Linked DNA regions of Mus musculus: regions 2, 3, 4, 5, 6 and 7 are each linked to region 1. The links are chromatin contacts, called in public HiCAR-type, HiChIP or PLAC-seq and promoter capture Hi-C maps. All regions are on one chromosome and are shown on one strand. Each heading gives the region's core, a stretch centred on a gene start, on an enhancer-like site or on the middle of the called end of the contact. The rest is flanking DNA. Distances are from core to core; before and after follow the strand shown.

Evidence for each region. Promoter capture Hi-C pulls out the DNA fragments that hold promoters and counts their contacts. HiCAR-type assays count read pairs that join an accessible place to other places. HiChIP or PLAC-seq counts read pairs in DNA pulled down with a chosen protein or histone mark.
Region 2: a contact with region 1 is called in a promoter capture Hi-C map of hippocampal neurons, with 3 times the contacts expected there. The contact joins the enhancer-like site here to the promoter of Lpp in region 1. A contact is called at or near these places in 5 of 39 promoter capture datasets (hippocampal neurons, liver, pre-B cells and 1 more).
Region 3: a contact with region 1 is called in a promoter capture Hi-C map of 3T3-L1-derived adipocytes, with 2.6 times the contacts expected there. The contact joins the enhancer-like site here to the promoter of Lpp in region 1. A contact is called at or near these places in 10 of 39 promoter capture datasets (the 3T3-L1 cell line, 3T3-L1-derived adipocytes, the C10 cell line and 5 more), 1 of 484 Hi-C or Micro-C datasets (bone marrow-derived macrophages), 10 of 115 datasets of contacts at active chromatin or transcription factors (the 230-238 cell line, CD8 T cells, the SCID.adh cell line and 5 more) and 1 of 9 other capture datasets (embryonic stem cells).
Region 4: a contact with region 1 is called in a promoter capture Hi-C map of hippocampal neurons, with 3 times the contacts expected there. The contact joins the enhancer-like site here to the promoter of Lpp in region 1. A contact is called at or near these places in 14 of 39 promoter capture datasets (the 3T3-L1 cell line, 3T3-L1-derived adipocytes, the C10 cell line and 9 more), 3 of 15 datasets of contacts at CTCF or cohesin (CD8 T cells, large pre-B cells and pro-B cells), 3 of 484 Hi-C or Micro-C datasets (cerebral cortex, embryonic stem cells and liver), 15 of 115 datasets of contacts at active chromatin or transcription factors (the SCID.adh cell line, acute myeloid leukemia, bone marrow-derived macrophages and 10 more) and 4 of 9 other capture datasets (adipose tissue, embryonic stem cells, liver and 1 more).
Region 5: an HNF4G HiChIP or PLAC-seq map of pancreatic cancer cells shows a contact between it and region 1. The contact joins the enhancer-like site here to the promoter of Lpp in region 1. A contact is called at or near these places in 8 of 39 promoter capture datasets (the 3T3-L1 cell line, the C10 cell line, hematopoietic stem and progenitor cells and 3 more), 1 of 15 datasets of contacts at CTCF or cohesin (pro-B cells), 2 of 484 Hi-C or Micro-C datasets (cerebral cortex and liver), 11 of 115 datasets of contacts at active chromatin or transcription factors (cardiomyocytes, craniofacial prominence, embryonic hindbrain and 8 more) and 1 of 9 other capture datasets (embryonic stem cells).
Region 6: a HiCAR-type map of kidney shows a contact between it and region 1, with 4 times the contacts expected there. The contact joins the enhancer-like site here to the promoter of Lpp in region 1. A contact is called at or near these places in 6 of 39 promoter capture datasets (the C10 cell line, cranial neural crest, liver and 3 more), 1 of 484 Hi-C or Micro-C datasets (bone marrow-derived macrophages), 13 of 115 datasets of contacts at active chromatin or transcription factors (the 230-238 cell line, bone marrow-derived macrophages, embryonic forebrain and 9 more) and 1 of 9 other capture datasets (liver).
Region 7: a promoter capture Hi-C map of the SN4741 cell line shows a contact between it and region 1, with 2.6 times the contacts expected there. The contact joins the enhancer-like site here to the promoter of Lpp in region 1. A contact is called at or near these places in 10 of 39 promoter capture datasets (the 3T3-L1 cell line, 3T3-L1-derived adipocytes, the C10 cell line and 6 more), 4 of 484 Hi-C or Micro-C datasets (embryonic fibroblasts, muscle stem cells, stem cell-derived neural stem cells and 1 more), 6 of 115 datasets of contacts at active chromatin or transcription factors (the SCID.adh cell line, bone marrow-derived macrophages, craniofacial prominence and 3 more) and 2 of 9 other capture datasets (adipose tissue and embryonic stem cells).

What each region holds. Positions count from the first base shown.
Region 1 is chr16:24,391,853-24,394,845 of GRCm38.p6, reverse strand. Lpp (LIM domain containing preferred translocation partner in lipoma) reads right to left here and starts at 1,496. Exons shown (of 13, transcript NM_178665.5): 1 at 1,242-1,496. Lppos (LIM domain containing preferred translocation partner in lipoma, opposite strand) reads left to right here and starts at 1,191. Exons shown (of 2, transcript NR_037954.1): 1 at 1,191-1,492; 2 at 1,739-2,290.
Region 2 is chr16:23,897,026-23,900,018 of GRCm38.p6, reverse strand. No RefSeq gene overlaps it. Among named protein-coding and RNA genes, the nearest start is that of Sst, 7.7 kb to the right of the region's middle. Within about 2 kb of position 1,593, at least 58 of the 459 cell types and tissues checked have an H3K27ac peak or open chromatin away from gene starts, as enhancers often do. A contact at or near this core is called in hippocampal neurons, where this site is marked.
Region 3 is chr16:24,851,272-24,854,264 of GRCm38.p6, reverse strand. All of the region lies in intron 9 of Lpp (LIM domain containing preferred translocation partner in lipoma), which reads right to left. Among named protein-coding and RNA genes, the nearest start is that of Mir28a, 25 kb to the right of the region's middle. Within about 2 kb of position 1,579, at least 5 of the 459 cell types and tissues checked have an H3K27ac peak or open chromatin away from gene starts, as enhancers often do. A contact at or near this core is called in 3T3-L1-derived adipocytes, where this site is marked.
Region 4 is chr16:24,821,585-24,824,577 of GRCm38.p6, reverse strand. The region is part of intron 8 of Lpp (LIM domain containing preferred translocation partner in lipoma); the gene reads right to left. Among named protein-coding and RNA genes, the nearest start is that of Mir28a, 4.8 kb to the left of the region's middle. Within about 2 kb of position 1,522, at least 5 of the 459 cell types and tissues checked have an H3K27ac peak or open chromatin away from gene starts, as enhancers often do. A contact at or near this core is called in bone marrow-derived macrophages and hippocampal neurons, where this site is marked.
Region 5 is chr16:24,800,111-24,803,103 of GRCm38.p6, reverse strand. All of the region lies in intron 8 of Lpp (LIM domain containing preferred translocation partner in lipoma), which reads right to left. Among named protein-coding and RNA genes, the nearest start is that of Mir28a, 26 kb to the left of the region's middle. Within about 2 kb of position 1,598, at least 3 of the 459 cell types and tissues checked have an H3K27ac peak or open chromatin away from gene starts, as enhancers often do. A contact at or near this core is called in pancreatic cancer cells, where this site is marked.
Region 6 is chr16:24,020,999-24,023,991 of GRCm38.p6, reverse strand. No RefSeq gene overlaps it. Among named protein-coding and RNA genes, the nearest start is that of Bcl6, 34 kb to the right of the region's middle. Within about 2 kb of position 1,476, at least 9 of the 459 cell types and tissues checked have an H3K27ac peak or open chromatin away from gene starts, as enhancers often do. A contact at or near this core is called in kidney and trophoblast stem cells, where this site is marked.
Region 7 is chr16:24,731,928-24,734,920 of GRCm38.p6, reverse strand. All of the region lies in intron 7 of Lpp (LIM domain containing preferred translocation partner in lipoma), which reads right to left. Among named protein-coding and RNA genes, the nearest start is that of Mir28a, 94 kb to the left of the region's middle. Within about 2 kb of position 1,425, at least 49 of the 459 cell types and tissues checked have an H3K27ac peak or open chromatin away from gene starts, as enhancers often do. A contact at or near this core is called in the SN4741 cell line, adipose tissue, embryonic fibroblasts and 1 more, where this site is marked.

The DNA of each region.
Region 1 (2,993 bases), core at 247-2,746:
TTTACTGCAGAGGCAAGTTTGCAAAGGGAGTGTATAGAAACAGGAGAGTCCCAGAAAGGATCCGCGGAGAGCTCTTGCCAGGCCTTCCTTGTGGGGGAGGGGAAGCAGTGGACCCCCTTCCTAAAGAGAAAGAAGGCCAGAAACAGTTTACACTGCCCTGTCCAAGTACCCAAGCCACAACTCCACTGACACGGTCTCCTGTCATACTCCCACCCCAAGCCACGAACACAATTCCACCCACGCCCACTCCCCACCCTTATTTAGCCTTCTCTGGTCTGCAGCTGCCTCCCTGACACGAAAGGCCTCGCCTTTTTTACTTAAGAAAACTCCCTATCCTTCAAAGGAGTCAATCACAGGCCCCTCTGGGATTTCGGGTCCGGCCATGGAGGCCAAAATAAGAAAAGTCCTTCCGCGAACTCCCATAAAAAAACCTGATCTTTGCGTTCTCTCCAGGATTTGGCCCTTCCTACTTTGAGTCAGGTTAGGCTCCTGCGTTCCAGTGAGCGCTCCCAGAGGGCAAAGTTTGGCCTCTGTAACCTACAGTGCTTAAAAGCAGTGGAGACTCCACAACCGCTTACAAAAAGATAAATTAATTAATAAATTTTTTAAAAAATTTTAAAAAGGCAGCAGGGGAGCAGAGGTCCGGAGCCACCGATCTTAACCTGGCTCCACCTTCCAGGGATGACTTCCAGGAAAGCCTGCCTCTCTTTGCCTCGCCTGCCCTGACTGTAAAATGGGAAGACTCCGAGTCACTGGGTCCCTAGGCCCTTTCCGCGGTGACAACTGGGATTCCACGAAAGCTCGAAGCCACCGGGCGCGGCCCCGCCCCCTGGGCACCCAGAAAGGCCCGGGCCGGGGGCGCGCTGGGGACTCCCGCATCCGCCCCTCCCCCACGGCGTGCACCCCCGCTTCCCGGCCGGGGACCCGCACTTCCGCGGCGGGCGGGGCGGAGCAGGGCGCCCCGCGCTCCCCACCACCCTCAGCGGCCCGTCCCCCGGGGGGTCGGGGGGTCGAGCGGCGCCCGCGGGCCGAGGCTGCGGGAGGAAGCCTTCGCTACGATACCTGGGGGAGGAGGTGGACCGGGCAGCGGCGGCCGCGACGGCTGGAGGCGGAGGCTCGGGCGGAGGAGGAGGTGCCGGGCACTCCCCCTCCCATTGTCCCGGCCCGGCCCGCGGCCCGCAGCGGCCCGCTCCGCCCGGCCCGCGTCCTCCCCGGTGCCCGGCCCCGCTGCCGGCCCTTACCTTGCAGCGGCCGGCTCTCCCCCGCCGCTAACGCTACTTATCCCGGGAAAGCTCGAGCGGGCCCCGGGAGCGAACCCACAGACAAAAAGTGAAACTTCAGCAGCAGGCCGGGAGTGGCTGCTGGTTGGTGCTCTCCCCCTCCTTCCTCCCCACCCCCTCCCCGCGGTCTCCCGTGCGGTGCCCTGAGCGCTGGAGGCTGACGTCAGGGGCCTGAATTCCTGACTTTGCCTGCACGCATTTGTCCATGTAAGGTATGGGGAGGCGTGTGCCCGCGGGCCGCCGCACTAGCCGGACGGGGAGGGGGCGCGGGGGGCAGCGGCGGCTCGAGGTGGGTGACCCTGGGCAATGCACTTCCTGGAGGAGGGGACGCGGGGGGAGGAGGGGGTACAGGGAGCATGGGAAGAGGAAGGAAAAGAGGGATCTGCCTCCACTGGAGGAAGAGGAAGGAGATGCAGGAGGAAGTCGAGAAACCGGCACAACTCGGGTCTGTTCTGCAGACGACAGATTGGAAAGCTGAGCTTGAGCAAAGAGATCCTGCCATGGAACACCCCACCCCCCACCCTAAGAGCCTCGTCGGAGCCCCGCCCAGGACTCCAGCAGGACTCAGAAGTCCGGGATGGTAGAGAGCAACTTCAGTTCCCTTCGCACAGGAGAGCTCCGAAGCTGGGACCTGACCCAGTCCTGCCCCGTGGAGAGGAGCCAGTATTCTACTCTTAGCTGGGTTTCCGCCTCCAGGCACGACCCGGCCTCTAACTGTGAGCTTAGACCCAAGTTAGAGCTAGGCAGATGACTTGACCCACTGAAGTGACTAACCCCAGTTCCTGGAAGGTTGTGGTTGACAAGCCTTGAGAAACAATGGCAATCGAGTGCTTCAGGGCAACTTCCTGTCCTTTGTTCAAAGACAAGAACCTTTGGAGTTTAACTTTTGCTTCCCAACCCTGCCCTGCCGGAAAACCAACCAGAAAGCTTGCTCTGTTCTTACAGCTTAAAAAAAGAAAATACACGAACTGGGTGAACTGGTTTGAATAAAGACAAGCCTGTTCTTGGAAGGTTGGGTTTGGATATTTTGTGTTTGATATTTGTAAAAGTGAGCAACGATGAGAACCCCTTTTACTAGGTTAAGATTCCGGCTAGGAGACACTGGAAGCCCTCTGGCCCTCAGTAGTGAACGCTTTTCATCCCGGCACAAGAGAGGTTTACATAGACACTGTCACAAACTAACCAAAAACACAGATTTGGGTGTGGGTGTGTGGGTGGGGGTGTGGGTGTTTCTATCCTGTATCCTTTGCTTTACCCCAGTCTCCCAAACAACTTCAACCCATGCTAATAACACAACCACCCATTCTGGTCTTTGATTGGGTTGGGTAGGATCTAAGGAAAATACCATAACATGACCTGCACAACACAGCTGTCTGAGCATGCCCCTGACCTTCCCACTCTCAAGCCACCTTCCACCACCGTGGGCCCTCACCTTCTACAGCCTAACTCAGTCATGCAGACAGAAAAAGTACACCAGGGACTTCAGGGGTGGGGACGCTCCAACGTGCCTCTTCTCCGGTTATATTTTGATGAACCTTTCGGACTAAGTGTCAAAGTACGTACTCCTGTACTTAACATGTATTGAACATTTCTCCGGCAGTCTTCAAAATTCAAACACTTCTGGGGCCAAACTGCTTAACCCCTTTGCCCTCCCAAGTTTTCCAGCTACACACACTCAAAAGTAGGATTACAGCAGGAGAGAACACGGGTACC
Region 2 (2,993 bases), core at 344-2,843, 490 kb after region 1:
GATTGGGGAAAAAATACCCCCAAGCCCCTCATCATTACATTGCTAATGTTCCAGGAAACATCTGCCTTTCTTTAATTCGATATGGTTTGAGCAAATCTCAGTCCTTGAGACTTAAATCTTCACACCCAGTCCACCGTTACTGTGGCAGTTCTAAGCCTGGCTTACAGGTCAACAAGAGATGCATCATGGCGCCGATTGGAATTGATTGAGATGGAGTCAGATGGCTGTCGGGAGGGGGAGTAGGGTTGCCCTATGTGACAGTGGTAAGATTAGCCTCCAGAGTCCCTGGCACAGCCTACTCTTTGGGAGAGAGCACTTGGAGGTCTGAGCTTGGCTCTAGGAATGCAGTGGAGGTGGGCCGGAATCATGATCCCAGTGTAGTGTAGATCTTACACAGCTCTCTGGGCCGCTCTGAGCCAGGGGGAAAGCAGAGAGCTAGGCTTAGTGTTTGTATTCCCCACGGCTGCCATTATGTACCACAAAGTTAGAGAGGTTAGGATGGAGACACGAATTTGAGGAGAAGGGTACTACTCAGTTTACTACAGCCAGTAAACTGCGTTTCGGTAAGCAGAGAGCCAGGGAGCTCTGTGATGAGCTTGTCCTAAAAGGGTGGAAGAGAAGAGGTCAGAACCAGGTCCCAAAGTGGTGGACTGGCTGCTGCCAGAGACCCCATCAGGACTGAGTAGCTGCAGGGGAAGCTTTGAGCCTGGAACTCCAGTGGCCCAGCTTTCTGCAGTGTGGGGGATTCAGCCCCCGCAGTCACACATTTCTTCATTGAAGATTAAACTGGAAGCATCCTAATCCATTGTAAATGCTTAAAAGAAGCTATTTGAGAACTATATGCTAGCGAGCACTAGCGAGAGAGGGTTGCAGGTCAGGAAGGGTCCTTGGTTCTTAGGATGGGGCAAGACTGCGAGCTCTGAAAGCGCCGGTTAGGCAGTGGAAAGAAGAGCCACAAGGGGGCGCGCCCAATACACAAGATCCCTTTCCCTCCTCCAGAGATGTGAGCTCTGTGGATCTCAAGGTGAGAAGGCAGCAGCTTCTTCGAAATGTGTCATTGACTGTAAACAGGTCTGTACTGGAGCGTTCAAACCTAATGCAGGAGGAGACTGAGTTCCAGAACGATCGATTACCTTTTAAGTTTGTTCTCCTTTCCAGTTCTCGTTCTTAGGAAACTTTCTGGCATCAATTAGGCGGCATTCCTGAAGGACATGTGCTTCTTCTGTCTTGGCCGTCCCTGTGCAAAGAGCCCTAAACCTATTTGGGAAGGCCAGAGGGAATAACACTGCATTTAGAAATGGTTGGTTGTCCCTTTTAGTAATCTTTTTATTTCATGGTTCAGTGAAAAAGAAAATTCGCGTTATTGGTTAAACCTTGTTTGGCTGCCTAGCACAGACTATGACTCGAAGTGTTCAAAAACTGCAAGTTTGAAGGAAGAATTGATGTTGCGTGTTTCTGTGTGCCTCCTGCATCGAGCACCTTGCCTATGACATTGAGAACGTTTTAAAGTGAAACAATGAAGAAAACCTGCCCTGGGCTTTTAAGACGGCTGTCTGCTATCGGTGGAGCCAGCAGAGGGCAGAGGAGCTCAGTTTAACAGTTGGATCCTCTCCTCTGAGAGCAGCCCGAGACAGCACAGCAGGTCTGGCTGGATTTATGAGATTAGGAAACACCCAAAAGGACACAGACACAGCAGGAAAGCCTGGAGGAGCAATTTCCACATCTCTGCCCGTTAATCACCAAAGCTTCTCCCATCGGGTAATACCCTTGTCAGGAAACTAGGCTCTGCTCTAGGCAGCTGTGGGTCCGCAGAGAAAAGAACGGGAGCTACCATGAGCGCATCTTGGTCCTCGACCACTCGGGAAGGGAGCCAAGGATGAGTGCAGTACTTGTCACCAGGAAAGACTGCAGAGCCCAGTGATATCAGGTTCTGAATAGCGAAAGCCAGGCAGCCCCCAGAGGCTTGCTTGGTTTCAGTTTTCCTGTATGTAAATCGAGGTGCTTTTTAAGGCTCTGGTCTATAGGCTAGGGCACATTTCTGACCCCATCCCTGCCTCTGCCCTCAACTCTTAGAGAAAGAAGTATTGAGAAATCCAATGAGCAGGCACTCTGGACTCACAAAGTCACACCCATGAGAGAAAGGGAGAAAGAGCAGAGATGTGATGGAGAGAGGAAGAGACAAGGAGATTCAGGAAAGCAGCAAGCAAGCTGGGAGAAGAGATTGCCAGGGAAAACAGCAAGGAGGCAGAGGTGGCCATGAAGAGGAGGAAAGCACAGGGAGGAAAAGACAAACATGGATGAGAGAAGGGAGCAAGCAGAGGAAGACAGCCCAGCCGGGCAGGGGACAGGGCTGGGCAGTGGCCTGTGACCACAGATTTCCAGGGTGGCGAAATCCCCGCTTGATGACAAGCTTTGAATGCGAGCCAGACTTATATCAGGGCTGCCACTGTGGTGCCCAGACAGTCCCCTCGTGAAGCCAAGATCAAGAATCAGGCTCAGATTTGAATGTGAGAAAGCTAAAGCTGATTTAATTGGGCCCTTTGTGTTCATATGGCTTCTATCAGTCTGTCTCAGTGTGGAGGACTCCAAATCACGGTGAGGATGTTGTCTGGCAACTGTGCGGAGGAGGAGGAGGAGGAGGAGGAGGAGGAGGAGGAGGAGGAGGAGGAGGAAGCAGTGATACCTAGTGGGATTCTTCAGACCCACTGATGGAAGGCTCTGGCTAAGACTATTCCTCCTTGCTGACTGCACTGGGAAAATTCTTGGAATACCTCAGTGTTAAGCCTCTGAAAGTAGCAAGGCAGGTGGGAAGGCTCTACCACATGTCAGGGAGACACAGACCTTGGCTTGGTTTCATTCCACAGGGACGTCTTGAGCAGACCTGAGAGAAACAAGTGAAGGTTTCCAGAGGGACCAGTGAGCCCACAAAGAGAAGCTCCGTAGATGACAGGCAAGGAGATCTCTTCCTGGCCCCTCCCTCTAAGAGGATGGGT
Region 3 (2,993 bases), core at 330-2,829, 460 kb before region 1:
ATGGTGTATAACACATTTACATGTTTGTTTACTTATTTAATATTATTCTGGCAATAGGTGTATAAAATAGATAATCTTCTAATGGAGGCCCAGAAAAGTTAAGAAAGCCTGTGATGGAGCCTTACCCCTGAATCTTTCATTCTCTCACTCTCTGCTTTAGCTCTCTCTTGTTCTGGGGACTGATCTCAGAGCCTCATGTACCATACCATTAGCTATACTGCAAGCTGAGTTACTTCTGTGTCTTTGTTTTCTGGGAAATAATCTGAAGACTGCTAACATGTTCTCAGTTAACATATAAGAATACATCCTAAGGACAGCACAAAAAGTCAAATGGCAGCAGGGGCACAGAGAAAAAGACCCATCTTATGCTTGGATTACTTGCCTCCAAATCAAGGGCTCATTCCTCTGTGCCATCCATCAAATGATGACTTGTTCTTTTTTATGACAGTGCTGTATCATTTACATTAAATACCAATGTCACATTGATGGTCAGCAATATTAGTATCTCTTATTTATGCCAAGTACCATTAGTGACACTGACCCCAGAAGCCCTTAAGTAAGTGTATGGCATCAGTGCTGTGCTTTGTCATAGTCTACAACCCTATTTTAATCTGATTCCTTGGCACTTGATCTTTCGATGCAGTGATCTTCCTCATAAACCCCAGGGAACGGGGTTGGGGTGGGTAGCTCAAAATGAGCATAACTGGTCTTGGAAACTGACTTGTGTTACATTGGAACTCTGAAGCAAACAACTTTGTTCTACATTAAAGCCTTTGACAGAGGAGGATTTAACAAATGCCTCTCCTCTTTGGTCACTAATGTACCTAATTTCCATGATCTCCGGAGGTACACAGAACAATGATTGGTGGTTAGTAGGTGCTCAATAAATATTTGTAGATGAATGAACCTGCTTAATTAAAAACACAATAGAATTACTAAGCATAACTCTACAGATGTTCAAACAATAGCTTGATGGTAAATTAATTGTCTTCCAACAATCCTGATGTCACTTCAACATCTGCAAGAAGATCATCATCTCTGTGCTTTAGGGGACAGGCAGGGGGAAAGGTCAGGTTGTAGAGAGGAAGGGCGAATTGTAGGGGAAAGGCAGCTGTGTTCTCATTAAAAGATGGCTGGGATGTAAGGTCAGAAAATGCATAATTAGCATTGTAGCTTCAGGACTCAGCTTTACGTTCATGTCAATACAAGACTGTGTATGGTCTAGGAAGTAAGACGTTGTTATGCCATACATAATGGCCCACCAGTGCTTTCTTCCTTCAGAATTCCAATTGCTTCCATGGCTTATCATCAAAGGATGTTGAATTATGAAGTAGGAGTATCTTTACTTTCTTCATAATTCTGATAAAATGGATGCTGCTAACTGTAATCCCGTGAGTAGATTTATGTTGTTTCTATCAAGTCCATATAAAATGGCAGTTTTGGATGGTGGTTCATGGCATTGGAGGGAGCTACTTTAAGGATGACCTTTTTAGAACAGTTGCTATAGACAGCCTATGTACAAATGGGGACATACTTCTTTCAATTTGATTCCCTGTCTTCTGACCCAATTCTTTTGCAACAGGAAGAAATTACAGAGGCAAGAATCTCTTGTGGGAGCCAAAGGTTACAGAGGAAACAGTATAAAGTAAAATACGATATAGTACTTTAGGAATAAAATCTCAACTATGTAAGCTTTCAATCTACCGATTTCCTCCTGGATTTCACAGAAGACACATGGAAATGAGATCAAGTCCAAGGTTGTCAGCCCAATTTTAACCTCACTGAATGTAGCAACAACATCTCAACTCTACTCACATATTCTCCTGTGCCTTTATGTGATTAAAAAGAAAGAAATGATAAAATTTGGGTTATAATTCACGGCTGTGTCACTAAGTGCCTTGTGACCCTGAGGTGGGGGAGTGAGATGAATTTCCTCTTCTCCCCATCTGTAGCAGGTCCTTAGGCATAGGTACCTTGCATGACTAACATTTTATGATTCAAAGGTGATAAAAAAAAATGAGTGGAAGAATACCCCTACTCTGCAGCAACTGCCAACCTATCATTCTCATTTCTCACTTGCCAACCCATAAAGGATGGGGCACTACCGTGAAGTAAGCACTACCCTTGCATCTATACACTTGTGAGGAAGAAGGACACAAAAGGTACAGCCAGGTATTTGTAAAGGGTGAGATAGAGGCAATGATATATTTTTGTATTTGAAAATTAAGAAGATCAGGACAATGTGCATATATAGATACCAGCAAGTTATTAATTCATTATTTATAATGGCAAATGCATTCTTATTGAGTATAGCAATGGTGTATCCAGATCAAGTTTGCAAAAACATCAATTCCAATGTGCTTCTTAACCTTTGGATGGCCCCTTCCCCATTTCTACCACCAGTTTGTTTTTTATTAAGTGTGTGTGTGTGTATGTCTGTGTGTGTGTGTGTGTGTGTGTGTGTGTGTGAGAGAGAGAGAGAGAGAGAGAGAGAGTGAGAGAGTACAAGATATGCAGGTACACATGTGAAGATCAGAAGAGGCTATCAGGTGACACCCTTTATTTCTGTCTTACTCCCATGGAACATGGAAGTTGCTATTTTTCAGTAGGCTGGAAGGCAACAAACCACAGCAATTCTCCAGTCTCTACTTTTGCACACCCACCCAGCCCTGGGGTTACAACCATGTACAGTGTGACCAGAATTTTGCATGGTTGCTAGGGGTCAAAACTTAGATCCTCATGTCTATACAGCAGGCACTAGCACTAACCTAGCCATTTCTGTAGCTTTAATTTCTACTCTTTATTTAGAAAGAAAAAAAAAGTTCTATCTACAGTTTTCAAATCAGTCTCAGTTGTATGACCTTGGATGAATGATTTGAGCTTTAATTTTCTAGAAAATGAAAAACTATTTCACAAAACTTCTAGGACTACATTTAAAAAAACCCTATGAATCTTAGGTTTCAAATCAATGTTTTAATAGCATACTGGCTGAG
Region 4 (2,993 bases), core at 273-2,772, 430 kb before region 1:
AATTTAGGGCCTGTTTCCCTAAGGATAGCGGCACTTCCTACAGTGGGAGCTCAGGATCACTGCTAAGCCCATAGTCTACTGAACTGCATTCTGTGAGCTGCCTGACGATCATCATGATGACATGGTGCTATGGCTCTGTAGTATAAATACTTCAGGAATCACAGGCACAGTCTGAGCATCTTCACCATCCTATAGCATGTTTTCAACAACACATTAGAGAGACCTGGTGAAAAGAAAGGAAATTGTGTTTTCCTTTCAGTGTTGTATAATTTTGATTTCATATTAACATGCCTCAGGGAATAAAATATGTATTTACATAAAAATTCTGGTAACGGCATTTTGAAAAGTAATTAAATGAAACACCAGATTCTAGCTGCTAAGGGCTCCATCTCTAATGCTAGGGATATGATAAGACCTAGGCTGTCTACCCTTCCAAACATTTTTATTCACAAGCTTCCAGTGAGAGGCCCAGCTCACCTACTCACTACATCTTCTGGATCTTACTTAGCATTGTACTGGCTAGAATAACTACAAGGACAAGGTTAGTGTGCTCAAAAATGTCAAAACCTATGCTTTCTTCTTTTCTGCTCATCTTTGACTTCCAACAATGTCCAATGGTGAATTTAGCAACTAGGCTCCAAAGTTTTACAAGCCAAATAGGTAAATTTTTAATAACCTGCTGTTCATATTAAGTGTGCTGGATGGAAATTTAGGAGTAAGGTTCAAACTTTTCAAAGCTTGAAAAGTATACAGATTTATCTGGTAGAAGACTGTTTATTGATATAAAAATCAAATCTGTCTAGGATACTGCTTATATTACTCTACATTGTTTGCTTTTGTGATATAGTCCTGTTTTGTAACTCATAATGTTCCTGACCTCTGGATCCTGCTGTGTGGGATTTCAGACATTCACCACTACACCCCAAATTATGATTCTGATGGTATAATACCTATGTATCTAGGAGTATAAAACCAAGACTGTAGAATATATTATTTAACAAGTTAGTTTGGTCAAAAAAAAAATTCTAGGACAAAGGCTCAAAATTCCCATGACAAGTGGAGGATGGGCTTCTTGTAGATGAAGAGATACAGCCTGAAGCTAACCAACTTATCTTATCTTGACAACTTCAAGCCAAGGGTCCCTTGAACAATGTCACAGCTGACTGGGAATGGTGTGCAGGGAGGTTTCCAGGTCCATGTTCACACTGTAATTGTAATGTCTCTGCATTTAAAAATTAAGATTTCTTGATACACAGCCCAACTATGTATGCACTTACATTGGCTTTATCAAAGTGCCTATAAATATATACATAAGTAGAGTCACAAATGCAAGTGTCTTGCTCTACACTCTCAGGCCTAACTCTGTAAGTATTCACACTCTGAACATATTTCAAGGCTGTTCCCTGCATTTGCAGTCTTGTGATTCACTTCTAGATTAGGAAATAATCAGGGTGTATAGTCAAAAACTCAGGCAGGAAGGCAGATGGACACAGCAGCCCTTACAAACTGTTTCCCTAGGATACCAGGCAGAAGCAGGATCTTAACCAAGTATGGAACTGGCAGCCGGAATTTGGAAATAGAAACTGAGCTGGGGACTGGTGGGAAACCCCAATAATCCATCTTCCAAATGATGTACAGGAGATGACATCTGAGTAGGGGGCATGCTTTGTGGGGTGGAGTTCAGTAAGTCTTAGAGAACAAGTGTTTCCCCAAATGATAATTTCAGTAAAAAGAACCACACACAGCTTCCAGCAAGTCTTCGTAGCCATTTATGAGAAACGAAAAGAGAAAGAAATAAGTCTACATGGAGAAACCATGTCCAAGGCCTGACTCATGGTCAAATGCAGAACCAGACTTGTGAATCTGCATAGACTAGACATCCCATTACCTTATTACCATCTGTCTACCCCGAGCACCAAAATAGGCTTTTACAGAGTTCCTGGGCTACTCACTGCATTTCCACAGACTTTGAAACATCCTACAGAACTTAAGATCTCTTTTGTACAATTTTCAGTGACTCACCCTACCCACATGCACTTTAGATTAAAAGCTAATGTTACTTTTCTCTTGTATTTTATCAGATTATTTTAACATTCCCTATGAAAGACAGAGACAGGGAGATGGGCAAGGAGACAGACTCTGGTCAGGAGGGATCTATGAGTGCAGGTGCTCATAAAATCCAGTAGAGGGCGTCAGATCTCCTTGGGAATGCAGTTCTGGCAGTTATGAGCTATCAACCCTGGGTGCTAGGAACCAACTCACATCTCCTTCAAGAGCAGTGAGATCTCAACTGCTGAGCCACGTAGGACATCATTTGTTCCCCACAGCAATCCTTTTAAAGATTTTTCAATTGTGTGTGTGTGTCTGTCTGTCTGTCTGAATATGGGAATATGGGAAATGAATATAGTTCCCTTGTATTTTACTGTGATCTCAGGGCACTGTGTGCCTTTTTCTCATTTACAAAGATGTGTTAAAGAACACAAGAGATAGTTTCCCAAGAAGAGAAAGTGACTGTGCAAACACCTACACTATGCGGCCAATTTCAGTGTAAGGGTTCGTGTGTTCTAGGCACAGGGCTTAAGGCCGCCCTTCCCTGGCTGTGGTGTTTGTGTCACCTCTCTCCAGTGCTGAACCTTGGCTCCCATCTCAGTAAGAATGGTATTCCATTAGGGTCTCGTGGCGATTAGTGACATGCTGTAATATTCAATACAACTTAGTCATCAATAAAGGCTTTACTCTGCTTCCTGCCATGAGCTACAATCAGGACGGAAGCAAACTTCTACTAGTACCAGGCTCTCGTCTACATTAGATGGGTCAGCTTTCTCTCTTCCCACAGTCTTTACACTTGCTGACATCCCAATAACAAATGTCATGTGGGTGCCTGGTCCAGCAGAAGCTATAAAAGACACCAGAGCATGGAGAACCTGAGGAGGAATTAAGAAGCCTCGGAAAGTGTGAAGTGAGGGATGTATGGTATGCATTTGTGTGCACTG
Region 5 (2,993 bases), core at 349-2,848, 410 kb before region 1:
TGAAAGGATGGACCATGTAGAGACTGCCATAGCCAGGGATCCACCCCATAATCAGCATCCAAACGCTGACACCATTGCATACACTAGCAAGATTTTATTGAAAGGACGCAGATGTAGCTGTCTCTTGTGAGACTATGCCGGGGCCCAGCAAACACAGAAGTGGATGCTCACAGTCAGCTAATGGATGGATCATAGGGCTCCCAATGGAGGAGCTAGAGAAAGTAGCCAAGGAGCTAAAGGGATCTGCAACCCTATAGGTGGAACAACATTATGAGCTAACCAGTACCCCGGAGCTCTTGACTCTAGCTGCATATATATCAAAAGATGGCCTAGTCGGCCATCACTGGAAAGAGAGGCCCATTGGACTTGCAAACTTTATATGCCCCAGTACAGGGGAATACCAGGGCCAAAAAGGGGGAGTGGGTGGGCAGGGGAGTGGGGGTGGGTGGATATGGGGGACTTTTGGTATAGCATTGGAAATGTAAATGAGTTAAATACCTAATAAAAAATGGAAAAAAAAAAAAAGATGCAGTGGCCCACCCGCTTCAGAAGACTGCCAGCTTCCTGAAATGCTCTCATAGGATACAACAACTGCATTCTTGGTGAATGACTGGAAACTGTGGTAAACACTCTCAAACACACACACACACACACACACACACACACACACACACACACACACACACACACAGAGATACTTATTCACACATGAGAACTCTACTTTATATCAGAAAGGACATTCTATGATGCTTATTTTTGGGGCCTAAAATAAGTGAATGAAAAACTTAACAGAAATGCTGAAGTATATTATTGTGCTTTGATTTTTAACCACTTAACAATTCCTACAGTCATTGTACATATGTATAAAAGGGCACTAAGTACTTAAAAGGAGCTTGTGAGCAAGAGAATTAAACAATAGACAAATATTTGCCCTATACACTTGACTGCATGTACACATTAGAAAATGATGCTGATTTGGAAAAGAGTGAAAGCTTCCTTAAAGAACTGTGACAAGCATCTCAGGTTCTCTTTTCATATGCAAATGCAGAACCAATAAATACATTGTTGGGGGAAATCATCTGAATAAGAATGATAATCCGGTCCAGAGGACTGTGAGCCACACTCATGAGCAGGTGAGGATGTCACAAAAGCAAAATGAAGCCAGCTGCATAGAGATGAGGTATATCTCTTCACTTCATTAGTTTTAAAAGACATAATCAATACAATCAATAATATGCTTATGCCTATGATAAGGAACAGAGAAATTAAAAGGGAATCAATGAAGACTAAGGGGGAAAAGAACATTAAAGTTAAAAAGATTCTATCAGCTTTCCAGCACTGGAATTGTGCGCAGGAGAAGGTGTTTGTATGGCACAAGATCCAAACCACAAGCAAAACACATTGCATAAAATCAAAGTAAAATAATCTTGTCAGACATTGATCTGTGTAATGAGTTTCTGTGAGAAGTGTTGCCAGACTGTAAAAGTGAACAGGGATTTGAAGTAATCTCGAAGAACTGATCAGCGAGAACCGGTGTGTCTCTTCTACTGGGGCCCCAAGCCACTAGTTTGCCAGCTTGCCTGATAAGACTTTTACTATACAAATATACTTTGGAACACACCCAAAGAAACATTCCTGAAATAAATGAATGGCAGAGAACTATACTAAAGTCACCCTGGTTCCTTTTCTTGTAAATGTGTGAGCTATACATCTACACAGATAGCTGTGTGTAACACTAGGATCCTATCTTAAAGATGCAAGACTTCAAATCAGACAGCATGTGAAGGTTGCTTTGCTAGAAAGCAGTGCAGGCTTTATGGCTACTGGCTGTGACTACGTTCTCCATCTATGATAACATATTCCAGGCAATATACTTCATGATCATAAAGACCTCGTGAAAGAGGCATTCGACATATATAACCAGTACAATGCTATAGAAAGAACTTTGAGTGATATAGAATACATTATTTTATACCATAAGCAGCTTAATAGGCGATAACTGCTATTGTTAGACATTAAGCATCTAGTTTATATTTGGACATGCAAAGCAGAAATGCACAGTAGACTGCCAGCTCTGTGGTTACTAAGAACACCTGTATTTCCTGAAAGAACACAAATCTCCAAATTGTTCCATCATTATTTCACTAAATCCTCTTGCAACTTTCAAACCTAAGTGCTATGTGAAAATAGGGCCCCAGGGGATTACCAAGTGACTCTTTTGTCTTCAGCGTTACACAGGTGACCTCAAATACTAGTTCATCAGTCCAGCAATAGAGCAAGCAGAAAGGATCACAATGTCACCATCTTCCAGCATCGTGAGAATGGAACATGATCGCTGGCTAATATAGCATTTCCTAAGTTGAGAGGATACAGGGGTTGGCATAAGAAATACTCTTTATAGGTTCATGTGTTTGAAATATGTGGGACCAGATGGTGGCACTGCATTCAGAGATTATTCAACAGTGGCACTGCATTGGGAGATTATCGAACTCTAGGAGAAGGAACCTAGCTGAAGAAAGGTCCTCATTGGGGGTGCATTTTGCAGGTTTTGTCTTTTCTATCTGTGTCCTTTGTGCTGATGAAATGTGACCAACTAGCTTCTTGTTATTGCCACTGTGCCACATCATTTGTGAATGAGTGATATTAATACTCTGAAATTCTTTCTTCATTACTAAGTTGCTTTTGGTCATGATATTTTATGACAGTAATAGAAAAGTAACTGAGGAGATGGGGAATAGGGGGTGAATTGGGATCAGATGTGGGGAGGGGCAGGAGGGATGGCCAGATGGTCATGTGAATGAATGGAAATCTGCAGCTGACAGGGGTGGGGAGGTAGGAGATATTGCTAGGAAAAGGACAGAGACTTGGGATGAGAAAGGCACCCAAGAATCAACAGGTGTGACCTTAGCTGTGGCTCACAGCACTGGGGTTATGGAACCTGAAGAGGCCACCTCCAATAGCCAGGCAGGAACTCCAATGGAGCAATAGGGATA
Region 6 (2,993 bases), core at 227-2,726, 370 kb after region 1:
GTCCTATCAAGTCCAGATAAGGATCATTTTCTGTCTGAGTAAACAACTGGGCAAGTATAGGGGCAATGGGACTGTGTCCATTGTGTACATCATCTTGGTTTATGGGTGTTATCATTATCAAGTGGTTTGGGCTGAGGCAGTCTGTGCTCTTCTTCAGCTAGACTGAAGTGCCTTTAGGTGTCAAAGATGGAGGCAGTAAGTGAGCTCTGGGAACAGAGTTCCTAGTCTCAGCTGGAGATTCAAATCTACACTGAATTGCTTCCCACTGAGTTTACACACTTCCCCAGACCAAGTCATCTCTTTTGCAAAATGAGTCACAAACCATTCCTGCCTAACCACCTCGTGCTGTAAAACGAGCAGTGTTAGCTCCTCAAAGTAGACCAGACCCTGGGTAAATTGTTCAGTAAGTGACTGAAAGCCATTATCCAGGGCCTTAACTGATTCCTGAAAAGATTAGTGGCCGTGTCTGGTAGGCAGTCTCGCCCAAATCTTCTCACGGGAGAACAAAGCTGGGGGATGAGGGAATCTAATTTTATGATTTTAGGGGCTACCCTTGGAGGTTTGTTGACTGATCTGCTGAGCCCCTTGCTATGTCTAAAATGTTGAACTTCAGATTTAGAGTCAGCCTGGATGTTATGAAGGTCTTGCCCTGAAAGTATCCCTGGAACACCAGTGAAGATCAGCCCTACACAAATCCACATCAACGCACACAGCAGGGAAGTATATTAGGAACAAGAGAACCTGGCATGAAGAGTTCTACATGGCCTTTGTCAATCATGCTGGGTCTCTTGACTTTTCTTTTCTCTTCTGGGGGTAGTTTAGGAATCAGGAGGTGATAGAATGAGACTAGGAGAGCCTTTTGCTTAGGAGCTTGGCCAAACGTGAGTTGTTGTGCAGCAATTCTTCTTCCTTTACTTCTCTACCCTTTGCCCTCTGCCTCCTCTTTCTCCTGACTCTATTCCTCTCTCCCTTTCTCTACTCCTCTTTGATGGGCTTTCTGCTGTCAGAGAGAGGCACTTCTGGGGCTGCTTTACTACCATCACTCCAGGGAGAGCACAGTTGCAAATCCAGGGATCCAACCTGTTCCCTTGCTGTCTCAAGGGCACGTGATGGCTCTAAGTTGCTGGTAGATTTAACTCTCGCCTGATTTAGACATGTCTTTCCAGTTTGTTGCAATAGAAAGGATGGAATCAAGGTGAACAATGACCTTTACTTCCGAAAGATATGCATATACCTCAGGACCAGGTTGTTTGTAAAGTAGGCAGTGTTTCAAGTCATTTAACACTAATGAGCTGAACTAGACATGCCCACAACTTCACCTCCCTTCACCTGTGCTCGCTGGCACTTATGACAGAATATTAAGAATGACAGGAAACTTAATTCATGACCCATTTTATTTCTTAGCTAGCAAACCTAGGCAGAAGGAGGGTCCAGTTACTGTGCAGCTAATTTAACAATTGATCTTGGACTTTGATCTTTAGGCCCCAATTTCATTCTTTTCAGTACTCCACGACTTACCAGATCCAAAGGGCTGGGCAGCCACAGGCTCGACATTGCTCCCATTTATCCTGCTTTCTCTTGAGCTTGGATTTCCCTCTTTGGACCTTCTCTCTGCTTCAATATTCAAACCTTCTTTCTGAGTCAGTTTCTAACAGCTGAGACTCTCCAGCCTCACGGCCTTCAAGGTCAAAGGCACTTTTGTATTTAGCTTAGTATCACCAATACACCATTTTGCCCTCCTCATAGCAAGTGCCATCTCCACAGGAATCATAAAGACTCACTGTTTCATTGTACAGACTAGTCACCCAAACTGGGAGAACTGTGTTATCTGCCCCAGGTCACACAGTTAGAAAACAATAGAGCGAAGATTTGGATCAGAGCTACTGAGTGCCATATTGCCTTAGCACCCCTCAGCACAGTTTGACCTTGGGAAGAGAACCCGGTGGTTGAAGTGCACCCAAGGGGTAATTGACTCTTGGCTCTTCCCTGGGGGTGGTGGCCCTGTGATCTTAGGCTCTGGAACATTTCTGCAAGCCTAACCACACACAAAGTGGTGAGAACTAGGGCAAGTCACTTCCCTCCCCCTCAGATCTGAGAAGTGATTACACCTCCCAAACAGTTGTGAAAACTATGGATTAAGAGGCATAAGGTTCAACCTTCAACCAGGGAGTCTGAAAGACAGGATAGCTAGCCAAAACCTTGCAAAAAAAATGACCACAACTCTTTTAATTTATATGTTAACTAGGATATTGTTTCCATTAGGCTTTTTCCCCTTTGTGAGCCCTTTCTTGATTTTCTTAAGATTGCTTTCAATTCATGTAATGTGTTCCAGTGAGTGTGTGCCACATGTGTACCAGTGTCTGTAGAAGCCAGAAGAGGACATAGGATCTCCATAAAGCTGGAATTCTAGGCAGTTGTGAATCATCTGATACAGATGCCAGGCACTACACTCAGGTCCTGTGGACAAGCAGGGAGGACTCTTACATTCTAATTCATCTCTCCAGCCTCCTGGAAGCCTTTGTAATACCTTGCCTAAATGGTCAGTCTATGAACAATAAATGCAGAAATAAATTTTGGAAATTACTGAAGTTTTATACCTGGCCTAACACCAAGGGTTTATTTATGGCTTATCATGTCATTATATCACTCCTTTAATCTAGACAAAAACATACTGTTGGCATATATTAACAAACATCTATTGAGCACATATCAGAGACTGACCTAAGTTTTCTGTTTCCCATCATCCCATTCGGTTCTAGAAGAGGTAGATTCTATTGTTGTTTCCGTTTTTAGATGAGAACTAAGATGCAAAATGTCTGCACAGCTTGGTTACATAACAGTTAAATAAAAAGACCAATTATATCAGCCCTATCAAAAGAAAACATTCAAAGTCATGGGTGACTTGCAGATTAGCAATCCAGCACATGTGAAAAGCAGGGAAGATATAATCATTTGTGAGTTTATGAATTTGTGTGTATATGTTTGTGTGTGGG
Region 7 (2,993 bases), core at 176-2,675, 340 kb before region 1:
ATCTTTTAGTTCAATTGCTATCATCGAAAAGCAGAATGTAAGAATAAGGCTAAGGAGAAGAGGCAACAGCCAACCCCACAAAGACTGAGAACAGGCAGTCACTCTTGGACAAGCAATGTTTCTCTTTCATCTCAGGTTGGAAGATCACCATTTTTTGCTTACTGTCCCTGGGACCAAACAGGAATTGGAGGCATCTAGATTTCATTAAAATCCAATCAACTGGCTTCAAGGAAGTGATGGTCTGGGAAGACCTGAATGAACCAGTTGTCAGCCAGCCTGCTGCTTTTAACACCCTACTGTGTGGACTTCTGTTTTCCTAGTCAGTCCACAGATATCCTTCACAGCTAATCCCAATACATACCTCAGGCTGGTTCTATTTCTTTGACAAAACCTCTGGGACATTATGAGGGCTTCTGTAGATCTTTGACTTTGGGTAGAAAACAAATCATAACAAATATACTGGTGTCCCAAGACTAATATGCTCTCCTACTACATTAACATTTTTCACCATGTAAGAAAAATAGGCCAGATATTTTTAAAGAACCATGACTTCCTCCTAAGAATGTAGGAATGTATCTCCCACCAGCTTCAACAAGGTGGGGGCATGAATCTCCAAGTGCCACAGAACAAAGGGGAGCAAGTTCAAAAACAAAATTCCTCCCCAAATCAGGCAAATTGTTTTGAACACACACACACACATTAACTTTATGAGTACATAGTGTTTATATATAATATATATATAATATATATTATATATACATATATATACATATATATATACATATATATATATATACACACACACACAGACACACACAAGAAATTTATTGAGAACAGTACTTTGTTTCAACAGCATCATTCTTCAGGACAGTATATCAGGACAGTGCTTAAAAAAAAAAACCCACAATTGTCATTTTCTAGCCAATGGCTACATAGTAGCACTATGGTTGACAAAAACTTTTAAAGCTAAGCACTTACCTCCTTCTGTTTTTTTTAAACTCCATAATATTTAGAATAATAAAATTAGATCCTGACTAATTGACATTTTTTTCCATTTTTTATTAATTGCTTTAGTTTTCCCAACTTTTTTTCTTGATCACAGACTCCTGACAAATATACTTTTTTTTTTTCCGCATTGAAATACTTACAAAGAGAGTAAAGGATTTAAGAGCGCGCTGTGACATCTTAGGGCTGAGACTGGTGAGAACCAGGTTTCAAATGCAGGCGTCCTACCTATTTTCCTCCTTTTGTTCTTTCCTCTACATATTTCTGCACAAAAAGGCTTAGAGTACATCCCCATCCACAGAAATATATTCCTTGTAAATACTTCAGGGATGCTTTTGGCATGGCTTAGAGACTGCTCAGGCCACAAGAATCCATGTAGGAATGCTGGTTAGCAGAGCCTGCCTTGTCTGCTTTTTGGTAATACTCAGTGAAGGCCAAGTGCCTATGAATCATGACAAAATTATTCTTACTCTCTTATCACCTCTCCCCCTTTGGTAAGTGATTGACTATTAGACACAGGAAGTGCATGTCACTGAATAAATTATGAAAAGTCAAGACTCCATCTGGGCTGGAACTGAGAGAGAGGGAAGATCATTCATGATAGTAATGGAAGCTTCAGTGAGCCCTGGAAGGAACATCTACTTAATCCCAAACATACCCCAATGCTGAACCTGTGCTGCAGGCATTGAAGGCTCAGGTAGCTGTGGTATACTCTGCTACACCGTGACCCACTACAAGTGGCTGCAGAGCTAGCCTGGACTGCTGCAGCATGGACTGATCAAAGCAGGTAAAGTGTATGAAGGGGCTGCAGGAGCTGTATTTAAATCTATCAGAAAGAGTCCCAGGAAGGAAATAAGTTAAAAAAAAAAAAAAAAAAACCTCACACCATAGACGATATTTAGAGAAAATGAGAAGAAAAAATAGCTTAAGGTACTGGTGAGCAACATCCCTGACTGAGAAGAAACAAGCCAAACCAGTAAAAGTGAAAGCATAATAGGAAAGGATGTGGGAAGAGAAGGGGATGGAGGGAGAGGGAGGGAGAGGGGGGAAGAGAGAAGGAAAAGAAGGGGAGGGGAAAGGAGCAGGAACTGTTATCTCTGGGGAAGTAGAAAGAACTATTTCCTCAAATGCTGACATTCATATTTAGAATCCTAACTATTCCTTTGTTTTAAACATACTAGGTCAAGGATTCATATATGCAAGGACAAACCACTTCCTTTAAAGCAAAAACCTCACCTTAGTTTTCAGCCTTACTATAGTTGAGATCTAGGTTTCACAGTGTCAGCTGTGAAAGATACAAGGGACTGATTTTCTAGAAAGAAAGGGGGAAAGAAAGAAAGAAAGAAAGAAAGAAAGAAAGAAAGAAAGAAAGAAAGAAAGAGGAGAGAGACAGAGAGAGTGAAGGGAGAGAGGGAAGAAGGGAAAGAGGGAGGGAGGGAGGGAGGGAGGGAGGGAAGCAAGGAGAAAGGGACAGGGGAGGGAAGGAAGAGTAGGAAGAAAGGAAGGAAGGAAGGAAGGAAGGAAGGAAGGAAGGAAGGAAGGAAGGAAGGCAGGAAGGCAGGCAGGCAGGCAGGCAGGCAGGCAGGAAAGAAGGAAGGAAGGAAGAGAAAAAGGAAGGAAGGAAAAGGAGGAGAGAGAGAGGAGTAGAGAGGTAAGGAGGCAGAGAGAGACCTGGGGAGAGAGGAAGGGAAAGACCTAGAGAGGAATAAAATTATAGTTTATATCTTTATAAATATAGCCATACGAACTGCATATATCTAAATATGTATATACATGTGTATAATGGGTATATATATATATATATATATAAAGGCACACATAATGATTCTTATAAAATTAATAAATATGCTAAATTGCATATTTAATACATCTACAATATGCTATGGTTTGGATCTAGAATGTCCCAAAGCACTGCATATATTCAGCACGCTCCTAAGGATGGCGCTGCTAGGCGAGCCACTGGACAGCAGAGCATACAGAATGAGGTT